Regions from separate parts of the Mus musculus genome. Here region 2 is linked to region 1. The links are chromatin contacts, called in public promoter capture Hi-C maps. All regions are on one chromosome and are shown on one strand. The core of a region is the stretch at or near the end of the contact, and the rest is flanking DNA. Distances in the headings are between cores, read along the strand shown.

Region 1 (4,442 bases), core at 1,348-3,847:
CTTCCCCATCCCTACTTTACTGTCTAAAATTCTGTGGTAGCACTTCTTATTCATTAGTGATTAGTGTGTCCCTTTCTCTGCTTAGTTGCTGATCACCTGCCAGCTATGAACCTATAGAAAACAGAGCCTGTGTCTTAACCATTTTTATCAGCCTGAGAACTTAGCACAGTCCCTGGCACATGCAAATAGGTGTCTGATAGATCACTGCTGCCAATGGCATTACTTAGTTTTCCTAGACTTATTTTCAGCTTTGATTTCTAGTTTGACATTGAAGTTTAGTAGAAGAGCTTAGATGATATAGTCTAGAAAGGAAAGGCAAATGAAGTAACAACATCATAGATTCAAAGGAGAAAACCGAATGGGAAAGGGTTTGGGCAAAGATAACAGTGAGTGCCATGCCTGGTGCAGAAGGACATTCAGCCTGGAAAATCTGAGTGTGCTCTTCTTCCACTGTTTATTATTGTTATTGTGATTATTATCAAACCATTTCCAACTAAATCAATGCATTTAGAAGATCTAAAAGAAATATTTTTGCATTAGCCAAGTCTATCATGACTTCAGTATTTCCATTTATACATAAAAGGAACTATCTATTGACTTCTCCCTACTTACTGAAAGTAATAGTCACCCGTGACTTCTTTTCACTCTAGATCAGGATCAATGTATTTGGTAGCAACGCATAGCAAACCTTAGAAAGTCAGGCGAACAGAAAACAGATGGAAAAAGTTTGTGCTGAGTGGGTGCTTTTCTGCCATAATCATCAACTCACAGTTAGAAGAGATGGTATTTCATTTGCGAAGGGTCTCAAAGAATTGTGGATTAAGACTCTCATTTGCTTAATATGGCTAGATCTGAGGAGTTCACTACAGGGCCCTCCAAAGTGCCTCTGAGGATTGCAAACAATTTGTTTAGTCCCTTCAAAATGTTATTTGGAGCATTTCAGTCTCTTGAAACAAATGGATGTAAACGCAAAATGTAATTCATACAATTCTAAAGAATAACTAGAAATGTCACTAATGACACTAATGATTGTTTTAACAATAAAAGACATTCTAAGCCTAAACGCTCAACTCATCAGCCCCTAAAACAAAATGAGGAAAACAAGAGATTTCATGCCTTCATAGTGGCCAAATAGGCAAGCAGCAGATTTTTCCTTTCTCTTTTGGCACCCTCAACAAACAGGCTGTCCCTGTTCCACACTGGAAGCCAGGTTTCCAAACTCAGCAAAGGTCTACATGCCGCAGCCCAGAAGGCAAACACTCCAGTCCCCAAACGCAGGCAGGGGAATGCTCGACCCTAACAAGCCTTGGCATCTCTGGGTCCACGTGGGGACGTGTGGGCAATTCCTGCTGGAAAGACGCAGAGTGGAAAAAAAAAAAAAAAAAAAAAAAGAATAGGTGTGTGCCTTTGCCAAATCAGGGCGGGTGAAGATTGAAGCGTCAGCTTTCCTGGTCATCAAACAAATCCGAGCTGAGCCCTGCCTCATTAGCAGCATCTCGTCTACCCAGAGGGAGAGCACAGGAAGTGTGCACCGTCTGTGCTGCACATTAGGAATTGTTATGAAATCCTGGGGGAGGCTGGGAAGCAAGCCACAACTGAGCACAGCATGCCTGCGTGAAGTCTAGGCAGCCGTTCCCTGCACCTTGCTTTCCAGCCTCAGACCCTGGCCTGTTGAAACACAACAGCATGTGTTTTGCCCTGTTGATTTATATGTTCCCATTGGTCAAACACTAAGAACTATTTCACTAGACGTTGTTGTTCATAAACTTAGATACATAGGAAATGTCGCCTAATGACACTATCAAATAGACTCTAACCTCCCTTCATATCATGTTTTCAGTTCAAACTTGCTATAAATATTAGTCCCGCACCCTCCCCCAACCCTGTGCTAGTTAGTTTTCTATCACTGTAAAAAGCTTTTGAGCTTACATTAGTAAGTCGATTCTTTACTTACAAGCAAACTACCAAAGTAGAAAACATGGGTATAAATGAGACGTTTTCACTAGTGAAACTCCCATTGCGAGTTTCCTATACAGTCCCTAGTAGCTAGGTCCTGGGCTTGACTTGCTAGGGAGTTCATCTGCCAACAAAAGCAGCGTGCCACCAGTACAGCTCAATGTGCAACAGCGCTCCGTTTATACGCACGCGTGTTTCCAACTTAGTCATTTACCATTGCATACTCGGGATAAATGAACTAACAGGATTTCCCTTCTACAAATTCCCTTAGAACATTATCTAGGCCCAAAGGTGCACAAACTGTAGCCCAGGAGTCAAATCCATCATATCTATTTTTGTAAACAAAGATTTACTGCAACATTTGTTGTTGTGAATAAAATATCTCCCGATGGTTCTGTGCCACGATCACAATCCTCTGGCAGAGCTGAAAAGAAACGCTTTCTCTGGCCCTTCAAGGAAAAGGCTTGCTGATGGCTCACGCTTTAAAGTAGACTCCTAGGAACATTGTGGATGGGCATTTCGGGTCTCACCCCGTGAACTTTTCCTGTATTTGCTTGAGCAGGGACACACTTTAGATGTCAGCTGTTTTGTTCTATTACCTCCCCCTGCAGCTTAAGCTAAGCCACTAGCTCTCAAAGTGTGCTCCCTGGACCAGCAGCTGCAACAGCGCCTGGAAAACTGCTGAAACACAAATTCTCACTGATCTGAGACTCCCAGGGAGGGGCCAGTGTGGGATTTCAAGCAATGACCCCCACGAGTGATGCTGATGGGTCTAAAAGAACAGCCTTTGTCCTTGCAGACACTGGCAAGAGATTTCCACACACACTGCTTCTTCCAATCATTTTCAATGAGCAAAGTACTTCCTTACAGTAGGATTGCAATTCTAGGGCATCCCTGAAAGGGCCATATTTTTACTTAATAATCTCAAGATAGCCTTCTTTTAGATAATAAGGTCACGAGTTATTACGGCAGCCACATAGATTTTTGGTGCCAGAAGCTACAAAAGGCAGTTTCACATAGACTATAGAATAGGACAAAAAAACATTAAATACTCCCATGATTGAGGTCTCAGAGAACCTACTGCATACCTCTGGGCTATAACTCCCAACTTCTCATCATCATACTGGATGAGTTTAAATGATAATGTGGTGTGGCATCCATCTCCAGATGAGAAGTAACAGGATCCATCTCTAGCACCACTGAGGATAGGCTAGGCCATGAGAAAAGTTTTCAACTGATATCTTCCCCCCTAACAGATTAGCACAGGTGCCTCTGAATTGCAGCTCTGTTCCTTTGCTTAATCATTGAGTTCTCTGGGGCTTCATCTCTCCTCATGCAAACAGAGGAATAGCTCTGATATCGAACAGCTGGGGTTTAGAAGGAATGGAAAACGGAGCCCATGAAACAGTGTGATCAACAGTGAACAAACAAACTCAGGGCCTCTTTTAAACACCCTATACTGCTGTCTACTTTAAGAAATATCAGAAGTGACCTTGCGCTCCATAAGTGTGTAACTGTGTGTAAAGGTTTGTCCAGGATTCAGCTGTTCCAGTTTATAATTAGTATACTGCAGTGATTATCAGTGAGGACACACACACACACACACACACACACACATAAATGTGCCCTGGTTGAATGGTAAATCAATTGATCCCCTTAGTGTAAGACAACACTTCATTCCAAACCCAAAACGCAAATGCAGCCTTGTTTGGATTCATTTGTAATTACCTTCTTTAAAAAGCACATTACCAGCCGGGCGTGGTGGCACACGCCTTTAATCCCAGCACTCGGGAGGTAGAGGCAGGAGGATTTCTGAGTTCGAGGCCAGCCTGGTCTACAGAGTGAGTTCCAGGACAGCCAGGGCTACACAGAGAAACCCTGTCTCGAAAAGCCAAAATAAATAAATAAATAAACAAACAAACAAATCTTAAAAAAAAAAAAAGCACATTACCATCATTATTTGCTCATAAAGAGCTATCACTGTATTAAGAAAAACACATACCATACAATGAAAAACAGTATTTTTTCACTTAGAAATAGATTTGCACTTCCAAAGTGGAAACAGGGGCTGAGGTTGTCTCAGCACTGTCTCAAAATGGCCTCTCAATGGCAACACACTCTTTGTTCTGTATGTCTACTCTTGACAAGAACCATATTGAGAGTCCGGCACCACAGCACCACCGATGGGGAGTCAAATGTCAGTATCACTGTTGAGACTGCTGGAGATAATGAGGTGGTGTGGGATCAGTTCCAACACCCCCACCAGGCAACAGGATCTCCCAACACTTTACCTAGGGAGGTGCCTGGCATTCATTCCCTAAGGAAAAAGCTAGCATCCCTCATCCGAGGGCTTTCAGAAGCTAGCCCTCACCAGGCTAAGAAGCAGACATAGAGGGAAGAGAATCATGAATTCAAGGCCATTCTCAACCACCCAGTAAGAACTTACTGCAAGCAAGCAAACAAACAGGATGATCTGGGTCACCATG
Region 2 (4,210 bases), core at 329-2,828, 130 kb after region 1:
TTGAGCATCTTCATCTGCCCGGTGCAGATAGCAAGAGCCAAAGTCTAGGACCGCTTGGGACATTCCTTAGCACAACACATGGAAATTCCTAAGAGCTTGCCAAACATATGTTCACTTTTCAAATTCTCTGAGCCAAAAGAGAGTGCTTTCTGTTTTCTCCTCTCCCCTGCTAGTAGGATATTCAGTAGAGTAAAAATGGAGCAGGGTGCAGTGAGGTCTCTTATTCCATACGCCAAGGGTATCAATGGGGGAAAAAACCTGTTGGCATGTGAACTCACATATATGATTCCATTTTGGTCGCAGGGCATCTCTATTAAATAAGATAGGATAATTTTTATTGTTTTCATTTTCTAGCTGGCAGAACAGTGGCTTAGAGAGGTCCTATCTCACCCAACCACAAGATGGACAGCAGAGGATGCAAGATATTCCCACTACCTTCTAGGCTGTACCTGTTCTCAGCCACACAGGCAGCTGCTGAGGGGCCGCATGTGTGGACAACATGCCTATCACAGCAGAACCTTCTGTAGAGACAGAAATGTTATGTGTGCTTCTAGTCACACGTGGCTACTGGGTATTGAAATGCAATCGATGTCGGGCATGGCGACACTCACCTGCTATTCCAACATCGAGGAAGCCAAGCCAGGAATGAGTGCCCCATCCTGTCTTTAAAATAAACAGTAGATAGATGGATGGATGGATGGATAGATAGATAGATAGATAGATAGATAGATAGATAGATAGAAGATAGATCTACAGTGCACAGGAAAACAGACCGTGGCAAAGAAGGATCCCCCTGCGCGCGCGCACAGACACACACACAAAATGTCATTAGTGGAATGGAGTCACACGGCTTGGTTGTGGAGAAGAGGAATCGATGAAGAAGTGACTGGAAGGGTCTTCGTGGCATAACTAACTACTGTGTTTCTCTTGTCTTTTTTTGTTTGTTTGTTTGTTTTTGTTTTGTTTTGTTTTGTTTTGTTTTGTTTTGTTTTGTTTTGTTTTGTTTTTCCGTCCCACTTTATACAGGTGCCAATGCATCCGCCCCAGACCAACTGAGCTTAGCTTTAGCCTGGAACAGAGTTGACATCGCTCGCAGCCAGATCTTTATTTACGGGCAGCAGTGGCCGGTAGAGTATACGTCGTAGTCGTTACCCTTGAAAAGCCACCATGCGCTTGACAAGGGTTTTTAACGGAACCTTTGAAAGTGGATCAGAAATTTGGGCGGGGTTGGGGCGGGGATGGAGGAATCTTCTTTTGCATAGCATAGCTGGGCAGCAGTCTCGTGTTTGGGAACATGCTGTCACCTAGTGGACGATATTGCTAAGCGCACCACTAAAGGTTCCCTGGCTCTTAGCAATTTTTGGACGCATAGCCTATCTTATTATTCAATCTTTAAAGATACAGTTATAAAAAAGTTAAAATTTAGAGGAGTGGAGGGAGGAAGGGAGGGAGGGGAGAGAGAGAGAGAGAGAGAGAGAGAGAGAGAGAGAGAGAGAGAGAGAGAGAGAGAGAGAGAGAGAGAGAGAGAGGATTCGCATGTTTCTGGTTGTCTTTTAGGCGAGCAGAAGGAGGAAGCTGCTGCCACCAAATGGCGGCACGTTCCTGCTGGTTTGCTAATGGGCCAGGCCTCTGTGTACAGGTACCATCTGGTCCTGGTGGTTGAGCGCAGGTCGACCTATCCCAGCACAAGTGAACCAAAGCTTTATATAACTGCCCGTGGCTTTTTTTTTTTCCCCCGTCATTTGGCTGTCAAAAATCATAACTTGGGAAATGGGCCATTGGGTGATGTGCGCACGCATCCACGGGTGGCAGCCCAGCATCAGCTTGGAAGTAAGACTCTCTGAACCTTCCATCCCCAGGAGCTCTGGCCACCACTGAGTACCTGTCCTTATAGAGTTCAAGGATTTCTAATCGGGGAGCGTATTTGTCAAGGAATCTGGACGTTGAAAAAAATGAGAGAACGTGAGAAGAATACAAATCACAGCCAGTCCAGTGCTCCAACCCAGAAAATACATTGTTCTTAAGTTATGTGACGCCAGTTTGCCTCCGGAGTGTCCGTTACTACACACCTGCACACCTGTCCAGGCCTGTTTGGCCCTCAGCTATGTTTTCCTGGGTTCCTATCCTCAAGTCAGCCGGGGCTCTCATTCAGAGCCTAGGAAAGAAGGAAAGGAAGGCAGGAAAGTGTCTAGTGCCACCTGTACAGGCACAGCAGAAAACTAGCCAGAGAATCCATCAGGAGGAAGACCTTGGATCCTGAGGCTCCAGAACAAGAAAGAGATTTAGGAGAGAAAGTAGCTTCTAGACCTGGAGTCCTTGACTTCTGTTTCCCAAGACCTGTGCCTCCAGGACCAGGGGTGCCACCTGGCATCGGAGCACTGGCTCTGTCTGGTTTATCTAGAGACTTGCAGATATCAAGCCTTCTGGGTGAGCCCGGAGGAACTGCGCTTCTCTGACGTGGGCAGGCTAAGTGAATATCTTGAATTGCAGGTAGGGTCCCTGGAGCAAGCCATGCTGGATGCCCTAGTCCTGGACAGAGTGGATTTTGTGAAATTACTCATAGAAAATGGAGTAAGCATGCACCGTTTTCTCACCATCTCCAGACTAGAGGAACTGTACAATACGGTAGGGCCAAGCTAAGATGCCTTTTCATTTCTCTTTCTCTTCTGTTTGTTTCCCTCATCCTGCCTGCCCATACCCCCATGCCTGTGATTCTCTTCCTGTCTCTCCTGTGATGCATGCGTCATTCCTCACTTGCATTCCCTTACACCTGGATAGACGACAGACACCGAGTCACCAAGAACTCACTTGTTCTAACTGCTCAGTTGTCAGCATCTTAGGCAAAAGGTGTCGTGATCACCATAGGGCGTTGTTCTCAGATTCTAACTCAAAACCACAAGCAGGTCTCTGTCAATTGGAACACACGCACTCTGTAAGCCCAGGGAGGTGTTGGTGACAAATAGTGCAAGGAGGGTTGGTTTAGCACCAACCATCAAATGATGCTTATTAAGTAGCTTGTATCACCATGCCATCCTCGGAGCTACTAAGTTCACACACACACGTGCACACGCACACACATACACACATGCACACACACATGCACACAAACACATACACACATGCACACATACTCACACACACATACACACATGCACACACACACACACATGCACACACACACATGCACACACACGCATGCACACACACCCTGCACCCCCACACCATGATAGAAAGTATAAAATACCCTGGAATCATCCAAAAACATGTGTGGTAGTGGCTGTTCTTTGCAGTGGCATTCACTAAAAAAGCCAAGTGTGTTTAAAGAACTGATGTTGTTTTTTTTAACCATTTCACAGATGAGAAAACTGTGGCAGTCTTAGTCTATTTGTGCGGCCACAACAGAATGCCTGAGGCTGAGTAATTTATAAAGAACATGCTTTCCTTTGTCACAGTTCTGGAGGCTGGACGTCCAAGATCAAGGTGCCAGGAGCTTCACTATGTAGTGAGAGTCACTTTGTCTTTCCAGAATGTGTCCACTGGAAGGGGCAAACGCTGTCCTCTTAGGACAGAAAGGTTGGAAGTACAGAAATATGAACCCACTTCTGTCTAGCCCTCAATTCCACTTACAAAGAAGGTACCCTTGTAACCAAGTCACCTATCACCTAACAGCCTCATCTCCCCCACTGCATAGGAAATGCAGCATGAATTTTGTAGTCACAAAAGTGTAAAACATACACAGAGTAAAACATACACAGAGACTAAGAAGTAGTTGATTAAAGGTCCTAGATCTCTGAATAACAACAACGGCAGAAAGAACTCAGTAACAAATTTAAGCCTCTTTTCAGAGGTTGCTTTTTGATTCACTGGCCACAATGTCTGTCCCAGCACCCTGAGTGTGATGGGATAGAGCTATGGACCGGCCCGGACTAAAGGCAGACGGTAGGTAATAGCAGCTAGCTTCATCTTAATGCCACTGCAGGAAGTAAGTCAGCTGGCAGAATAGATCCAGACTTCTGCTTCCCCTACAAGCTTGTCTTGCCTCAACACACTGAGACTTACAGTAATGAATAATGGGCATCATGACTTAGAAATCAGTTAGAGAGTTATGGCGGTACGAAGGGTCATTCCAAAGCCTGGAAAAGAAGGAAAGAAAGAAGCCTATTCCTAGACCTCAAGCCAAGGTCTCATCACTCCCATCAACAGGTGGTGG

What was found. Promoter capture Hi-C pulls out the DNA fragments that hold promoters and counts their contacts.
Region 2: a promoter capture Hi-C map of hippocampal neurons shows a contact between it and region 1, with 7 times the contacts expected there. A contact is called at or near these places in 4 of 39 promoter capture datasets (embryonic stem cells, hippocampal neurons and liver), 8 of 484 Hi-C or Micro-C datasets (brain, cerebellar granule neurons, cerebellum and 4 more) and 2 of 9 other capture datasets (liver and pancreatic islet).

Annotation. Positions count from the first base shown.
Region 1 is chr19:22,752,169-22,756,610 of GRCm38.p6, forward strand. All of the region lies in intron 6 of Trpm3 (transient receptor potential cation channel, subfamily M, member 3), which reads left to right. Among named protein-coding and RNA genes, the nearest start is that of Mir204, 3.8 kb to the left of the region's middle.
Region 2 is chr19:22,882,858-22,887,067 of GRCm38.p6, forward strand. Trpm3 (transient receptor potential cation channel, subfamily M, member 3) reads left to right here. Exons shown (of 26, transcript NM_001362491.1): 10 at 1,027-1,127; 11 at 2,491-2,625. Among named protein-coding and RNA genes, the nearest start is that of Gm52388, 42 kb to the right of the region's middle.